2 separate regions of the Zea mays genome follow, and region 1 is linked to region 2. A link is a contact called in public Hi-C data. All regions are on one chromosome and are shown on one strand. Each heading gives the region's core, a stretch centred on a gene start, on an enhancer-like site or on the middle of the called end of the contact. The rest is flanking DNA. Distances are from core to core; before and after follow the strand shown. Region 1 holds the start of LOC100273932 (Zinc-finger domain of monoamine-oxidase A repressor R1). Region 2 holds the start of LOC100275265.

Region 1 (3,829 bases), core at 273-2,772, 230 kb after region 2:
TCCTTTGCCTTCTAGTTTCTTGTGGAAGAATAGACTCCCATATAAAATCAAAGCTTTTTTGGCTTGTTAGGCATAAAAAGATTTTGACCAAGGATAACTTGTTCAAGAAAAATTGGAAGGGCAATCTGGATTGCACTTTTTGTGGATTTTCAGAATCCATAGATCATTTGTTTTTTCAGTGCTCAGTTGCTAGATTTACCTGGAGAATTGTCTACTCGGCTCTTGGCTTAACTTGTATACCCAACAGTGTGGATGATCTGTTTGGCTCTTGGATTGATAGTTTTAACAAAACTGAAAAGAACCTGGTCCTTTTTGGTTGTGGTGCTGTCATTTGGGCGATCTGGCGATGTCGCAATGATTGTTGCTTTGGAACTGATAGAATTAATGATCCGACTAATGTGATTTTCTCCTGTTGCTATTGGCTTGATACTTGGGCTATCCGTCAGAAAAAGAAGGAAAGAAAATTGGTGGAACAAGGAAGCCTCAAAATCAGAAGGATGGCGTGTGAGATCTACAACAAGACTCGTGGCTGGAAGCCAATCGACAGACGGATCCAATGAAGATTCTGCTGTGTTTGGCTATTTTGGTTCATCATCATTGCGTTTGTTGTATTCCCCCCTCGCCTCGGTAGCTTCAGGCTGCCAAAAAACTTTGGGCTATATCGGGGCTGAAGCTGTTTAGTTTCGTACTACTCTAGTTTGATCTTTGCGAACTATGTCTTTGGTCAGCTCTGTGTTGATCATGTGCTGCTTCTGGTAGTTTGGTTCGTTCAGGTTTAGTTTTGTCGTAGTTGATAGTTGTGTGTCTTATCGGCTTTTAAATTTTGGTTGGCTCTTTGGTCTTGTAAGAACTTGTGTCTTTTTCTATTTCATAGTGAAATAGAGGGTTATCCCCTCTATTAAAAAATGAGTTAATGATTTTATAATTTAATGGATTGGTTGTTTTTGTCTAGATCCGCTCTTGGTCGGATGTCCTTATCATTTCAGATATCGTATAACTCCGCATCAGTTATCGCGAGTGGAAATTCAGAGAGCCAAGGACTTCTTGACTTCCAACAAGAGCAGTTCATATCCGAGGAACAATCTGTCTCCCTTGGATGTAGAATTTCTTGACTTTCAACAAGAGCAGTTCATATCCGAGGATGGGTGAGCCCGCGGAATCTCCTTTGCTTGACGCAGGCTGACACGATTTGTTTGAAAAAACACAGGTACTCCGTACGAGATACGGGAGCTTGATGGGGGAGCTCGGGCGGCGGCCGAGTTTTACGCCGTGGAGATGGTTCTTTTCACCTGCGATAGTTTGTGGAGAATGCATCTGTTGGGAACGTTTTTTTTCTCGTTTTATCCTAAAACAAGGATTAGGATTAGGATTAAGGTTTTAAGGATCTCTCGGTGATATTTTATGCGTCAAGCGTCATGGGCAAAATGGTAAATGTGTAGCAACACTGCAGTTCGCACCCTGCGCTCGGCATAAAATAGAGCCGTTCTGTTACCTTTCTTCTCCCATTCAAACTTCACATAGAGCCGTTGCTCAGCACTCGCGACCCACTACCAATCCTCCAAGCACAACAACCAATCTTTGCAAGCCGTCCAAAGACGCCGCAGCCGCCGCCGCCGACGCCATGGGGAAACTCGGAGCCAAGTCCGACTACGAGAGTCTCCGCGACGCCCGCATCTCCGAGAACATGGTAAGGCGCAGGCACCCTACCCGAATTCGATCTCCACTCGAAGAGGAATTTCTCGCATCATCTCCAATTCTCGTTCGTGTCGTGTTTGCAGGCCCGGATGGAGATGCTCGGCCTTCTCCGCTGCGCGGGGGAGCTCAGCGACATCGCCTCCGCCTCCAGCCACCGCGCGGCAGGGAGCGCGACGCCTCGGAAGACCCCCAGGCCACGGGTGACGAGCATGACCCCGCTCCGCCGCTCCGGCCGCCTCCTCGCCGCGACGCCGACCCGCCCGACCGGATCCGCGTCGACGCACCGCTGTTCCACTCGGCTGAATGGACAGGGCACAGGTTGAAGCATTGAATGCTCTCTTCCGTGGATCGAGTCGTGTTATATGTGACGGCCGACGGGAAACAGTTCAAGCAAGTTCCTTTTTATTTTCTGGCAGGGGTTCTGAGTAAGTTGACGGCGGCGGGATCGGAGGATGAGGATGATACATGGGAAGATGATAAGGAGGGGAAGTGGGCGGTGGCGGTGGCCAAGGAGAGGGTACAGGCGCTGCAGGAGAGGCGGTGCGACAGCAGGGGGAGGGGCGGCGTGTACGACTCTGTTCTTGGGATCTGCTGCCATTTCTGCAGGTACACGCTCATCATTACAAACATGAATCACCGATTGGTGCTCCTGAGAAAGACCGCGCGGGATTAGTGTACAAGTAGCTGACAAAAAGTCGTTCTCTATGATCAAAGGCAGAAGAAATTGTGCGGCGAGGAGGACTGCAAGCGCTGCGGGGAAGGAGACCTGAAGCAGCCATGCTTAGGTAAAAAGAATCCGTAGAGGATTCTCCTATTTCCCCCTGATTTCCGCACCTAGTATGATCATGTCAACGCTCAATACTTTGGCAAACATTTGACAGGAAAGACGGAGTGCTCATCTTGCCATTCTTCTAATGGGATACTCTGCCGTGGTTGCCTGAAAGTTAGGTACGGCGAAGGTAAGCGGACTTGCTTAACGCTGGAATGGCATTGTTCTTGCTGGATTTTGTCCTGCTTACTAAACTATGAAACGCGGTAGCAGAGATGGAAGAGGTGCGGAAGAACAAGAACTGGCTGTGCCCTCACTGCGTTGAGGAGAAGGGTATCAAGAAATTCTGGATATGCAACAGGTGAGCGCTTCCTCAACCCCCTCTCTGTCAGGATATATAATAGTGTTTTTTAAAAATCACTTTCCCATCGCTCATTCATTAACCCCTTTGGGTCATACACGATGATGCAGCTCCTTCTGCTTGAAGAAGCGGAAGATACCACCGACTGGGATTGCCATATATAATGGTATTTCTGACTCGACTCCTGTCCACATATGTGAAACATGCTGTTCTTGCTGTTACTGATAAACATATCTGCTTCTTCTTTTTTTCCTTTCACTTTCTTTGACATTGCAACAGCAAGGGAGCAAGGATACGAGTCAGTTGCGCACCTTCTGATGGACAGGCTGAAGCGACAAGCTTTCTGATGACGACTGGTGTAATGGTGTTGGCACGTTCACTTCTACAGCGACGATGATGACATAGAGATTGTAGTGGCAGTCTGTTGTCTGACGACGTATGGTTTTGCATGTTTCACTTCTGCAGTGGCTTAGTGATGATGGTAGATTGGTAGAGGTTATAGCGAGAGTCCGTTTGTCTGGCAGTTCCGATAGTAGGCATCTTAGCCTCTAGGAGAAAATGTTTCTGTTGAAATGAGTTAGACTTTTTGGCCCAAGAAGAATGTGAAGCTAGGAACTCTCGGTAGTCTGATGTTTCAGAGAACAACCTCAGCGGCCTTCTGACTTCTGAGTGGCAGCATGTCTGTTTATTGTAACCACATTTTGTTGAGGGTCGGGGCAACCATGGTGCACATGCACAGTCTATTTATTTTCTGGATTTGAATCCAGCTGGCTAAGAGGTGTTTGATGTTAGGATTTATGGGCTTGGCCCAATTAAGAATTTCTAATAATTCCAGGAAAATCTCAAAAGCCCATATAAGTGGATGGCAAAGGGATAGGTGGAACCAATAGCACCATATTGCTAGCTCTTGTGGAGTAGAGCTAGCTTAAATATGGAAGCCACACTCACTCACCAAGTCATGGATGAGAGGAGAGAGTGTGGAGAGCCACACGCGCGCGCTCGCT
Region 2 (4,249 bases), core at 948-3,447:
TATTATCTGCTAATTAAACTCAAAATAATTATTTTTTACAATTATTCTTGTGGATTAGTGGAGAGGGGAGAGATTAGAGCTTCCGTCTCAACGGGTGAGAACAACTGCACACCAGCGCCAGGGGGTGAGGGGGGTGTTGGACCGGACTTCACCCCCACGTACACGCTATAGCAGATAGTGGGAGAGGCTCCGTGAGCCGATGAAGACGGCCTAAGGCTAGTCCCCTTATTCGGCAACATTTATCGCAATTAACTTTCAACGTCCGAATTTTTTTTTATCATGGTTCATTATTACACGTTAGGCTATATCTAGTGGTCTTATTTGTCACATTTTCTATTCCAATTTCAACTAAAGAGATTGGTCCACCGGATTGTCGTCGTTTAATTGCTCCGCGTCGAACAGCGCCAGTGACGACTGCACCCCACCGCCCTCAATCGCCACTAGATACACAGCCCAAGGAAGCCGAATATCGAGGTGCCGGTGCCGCCGAGAACCACAGCTCTGGGCAAGAACCAACGAGAAGGTGACAATACATTTAAATCCTGTTTGGTTTCGCTTATAATCCTATTTATAGATGGAAACAAACGAAAATCTCACCAAACATAAAAAATATATATTATTTTCGTTTCTTAGTGCACATATCAAACTAATAAGCGAGACATCGCTGTCGTGACAAGCAGCAAGTAGACTGTCGCAACGCACCGGCATTATATGAATAGCATAAAAAGCAGTGGAGTAAAGAAGGTGTCAATTTATAAAGCGAAACGACGGGCGGCTCTAAAGTGGAGTGACGCACCGCTTCTTCGCTCACGTAGTCACGTGGTCGTGGATAACCACCATCTATCTCCACTCGTTTAGGCTGAGTCCAGTGCACAGCCTCCCTCTCGCCCCTGCCACGTCAGCTCTCGCCTCCACTCTCGCCCCTGCTGCTCCAGTACACAGGCTGCAGCAGGCTACAGCCTCAGGCTATAGCCACGTCAGCTTTTCTATTTCAGAATTAAGTAATTCACGCGGATTTATTTCAACGCTCAGAAAACACACAACATAATATTTTTTATTGAATTAAAAATTACAAAGTACATATTAATTAAAATAAAATGACATGATAATTAAAATAAAATTACATAACTCTAATCGGACTCCTCGATCTCATCCTCACCTTCCTCCTCCAGTGACATGATAATTAAAATAAAATGACATAATAAAATTATATAATTAAAATATATAGAGGGATTGGGGATGAAATTTGTGATTTTTTTGCATTTTTTTCGATTTTTTTGGACTCCAAACGGTCAAAAACGGCTAGTTGCAACGGCTAGCACACGTGGACCAATCAGATCGCGACACGTGGACCAATCAGATCGCGCCACGTCGCTCTCGCCCGCGCTCTCGCCCCGCGCTCTCGCCCCGCCAGTGCCTCGCCTCCCTCTCGCCTCCCTCTCGCCCGCCTCTCGCCCGGGCGGGCGCTCCAGCGCGGGCGAGAGCAAGGCGATATCGCCCGCTCTCGCCGGGCGCGAGCGCCATCGCCCGGCGTCGGCCTCTCGCCCGCCTATCGCCCGCGCGCGGGCGGCAGCGGCCTCTTCTCGCCCGCGCTGCCGCCCGCGTTGGCACCAGCCTTAGAATCAACAACGGACAGTAGCGAATCTAGCCGATAATATGATCGGGATCATCAAGAGCAGCTTTGCTATATCATATAAATTTTTATGAACTTTAACAGTATTTTACTAAAGGATTTATAAAATTTATCAGGGTCGGCTGACCCCGATAAACCCCCTAGATTCGCCCCTGACAACGGACACTCTTACGGTTTGCCGTCGACTGTTGTGCAATGTGTATTTCTCAACCGGTTAAAATAGAATCGCCACCCACGAAGTTTCCCTCCTTTGCATCATCATTTCTCCCACGGCGCTCCGGTGTCCTGGTTTGGTCAGCCGCCAAAAAAAAAAAGAGAAGGAACAATGCCTTGGTCAAGCACCACGGCCGACGGCAGGCGGCAGCAGCAGCGGCGAACGGTCGAGTCCAGCCTATCCGAACCCACTATCGTTGGGAGGGAGCCTGGCCTGGCCCGGGTCACTCCGGTACCACGCGCGGAATCCCCGACAGATTCCTTGTCCAAACTGTACTTGCATTCCCTGAGGCCTCAGCGGCAGCGCCCCCCAGTCTCAGATCCGCGTCGTCGCGGCCCCTCCCCTCCACCCCCGAGTCCCCGTGCGCTGCGCCCCCAATTCCCACGCGCCCAGACACGCCGAGAGGGGAGAGGAAGCGACAGCCAGCAGCCGAGGCGGCCAGCGCAGGCATGGCCACTCCCACTTCCAGTGGCGACGGCTCGCCCCCGGGCTCCTCTGACCTCGTGCCCCCCTCCTACCCCGAGGCAACCCTACCTACTTTCCCTCTGCTCTGCGCTGCTCCTTTCCGCCAGATCTGTGCCGATCTGCCGAATTGACTGACCCGTGCGCCTGCCCTGGCTGCTGCAGATGATCGTCGCCGCCCTCGCCGCGCTCGCCGAGGAGAACGGCTCCAGCCAGGCCGCCATCGCGCGCCGCATCGAGGCGGAGGCCCGCGGCGACCTGCCGGCCTCGCACCCGGCGCTCGTCGCAGCCCACCTCTCGCGCATGTCCGCCGCCGGGGAGCTCGTCGCCGTTGCGGGGGGAAAGTACGCGCTGCCGCCGCCGGTCCCACCGCCGCCGGAGTCACCGGCTGACGACGAAGAAGACGACTACGCCGACGACGAAGAGGAGGAGGAGGAGGCTCCGGAGCCGGAGCCTCTGCCGCAGCCGCCCGCTAAGCGCGGGCGCGGGAGGCCCCCGAAGCCGCGGCCCACGGGCTTCCCCGCCGGCGTGCCCGGAGCTGCTGGCCCGGGCCCCATCGGCGTCCCCGGAGCCGCCGCCGCCGCCGCCGCGCCGCGCCGGCGCGGCCGCCCGCCCAAGCCTCGGGACCCGCACGCGCCGCCCAAGATTCCGCGCCCGCGTGGCCGGCCGCGCAAGAACCCGCTCCCGGAGGGGATGGCCCCGCGGCCGCGCCCCGGCGCACCAGCGTCGGCCAAGGCGGCGCGCCCGCAGTTCGCCGAGGTCGGCTTCGTCTGATGCGGGGAGGTCTCGCCCGCCGGCCAGCCGGCCAGGGGGCGGCGGCGAGCTGGCGCAAGCTAACATTTTGCCCCTGTGTTCCAGCTCTTGTCTGTTTGGTGTGGGTTTCGTCTCAGTTCGTGTGTTACTGTCTAATCCCGGGGAGCGTGTAGGGGCAGGAGTCCGAGTGGAGGCAGCTTCGGCGGCGGTGGCCGGCGGTGTGTCAGTGGTTCGTAGTATTTCTCTACCTTACGTTTGGGGGTGGTGGTGGCCGGAGTGGTGTTGCTCCGGCGCTGTATTCTGTGTCTCCTTGTCGCGCTCGCGCAATGCAATGCAGTAGTCTGATCGTTCCATTTGCTAGTCTTGTCTTGTGATTCATGGAATTCTGTTTAGCTCAGCCACAATTGCAGAGACTGATGGGTGTTCTAAAGGTCACATGGAATATGCCTGTGTAGTTCTTTTCGAGATTTGCTGTCAGTCTGTTTCGATCTGCCGCTCCGTTGGTGAACATTAGTGAACGGATCGATGAAGTGACGAACACTATCGGTGTGTGGCCCCACGCCTGTTTGTGGCAGATGACACGCAACTGTGTCTGATGAAACGCGCTTGATCTGCTGACGTCGCGAAACGTCCTTCACCGGTGGTCTGGTACCAGTTCTGGCGATGGTGATACCGACACTGGCTGGTCCTAGGTTTCATGGAGGCACCCAGTCAGCTACAGCAGCAGAAGGCTGGCTGTTGAATAGAGGACCCAGTTTGGTACGTGCCTGAGCATGACACGTTCTGATGCTTGCCTGTTACGCAACTTCAGCCACTGGCTGTGATGTTTCTCGCGTAGTCATGTTAGCTTAAGATCACGATCTGTTATACAATCTTACTTGAGTTGAGTAGTAGTAGACTGATTCAATGTGGCAGCCTTGAAATTAACGGAAGTTTGTTGGGAACTTCCAGTCTGGCTGTAGTTACAGGCTGTTTGGGCGTCGCCTTCAATGTTTCTGCCAGTTCACCATACCTAGTTGAGTTTTCAGGAGAATGTGCAAGTTGAGTTTTCAAGAGAATGTGCAAAGAGATGAAGGTGAAACGGATGGAGTGGCATATGAAAGTCCGAATATTTCGCTCATTGGATTCGGCAAACGAAGGCATGGTACGGTACATCTTGGTTCTGCTGAAAGCTATGTTATGGTGTC

Evidence for each region. Hi-C and Micro-C count contacts between places; a contact is called where the count stands out from the background.
Region 1: a Hi-C map of leaf shows a contact between it and region 2, with 3 times the contacts expected there. The contact joins the promoter of LOC100273932 here to the promoter of LOC100275265 in region 2. A contact is called at or near these places in 3 of 25 Hi-C or Micro-C datasets (ear, leaf and tassel).

Annotation. Positions count from the first base shown.
Region 1 is chr1:274,369,031-274,372,859 of Zm-B73-REFERENCE-NAM-5.0, forward strand. It overlaps LOC100273932 (Zinc-finger domain of monoamine-oxidase A repressor R1), which reads left to right and starts at 1,523. Exons shown (of 6, transcript NM_001148324.1): 1 at 1,523-1,687; 2 at 1,779-2,301; 3 at 2,410-2,480; 4 at 2,577-2,654; 5 at 2,738-2,825; 6 at 2,936-3,418. The coding sequence starts at 2,027. The coding sequence ends at 3,050.
Region 2 is chr1:274,142,212-274,146,460 of Zm-B73-REFERENCE-NAM-5.0, forward strand. It overlaps LOC100275265, which reads left to right and starts at 2,198. Exons shown (of 2, transcript NM_001149394.1): 1 at 2,198-2,371; 2 at 2,475-3,418. The coding sequence starts at 2,297. The coding sequence ends at 3,083. It also overlaps a transcript of LOC100279548 not described here.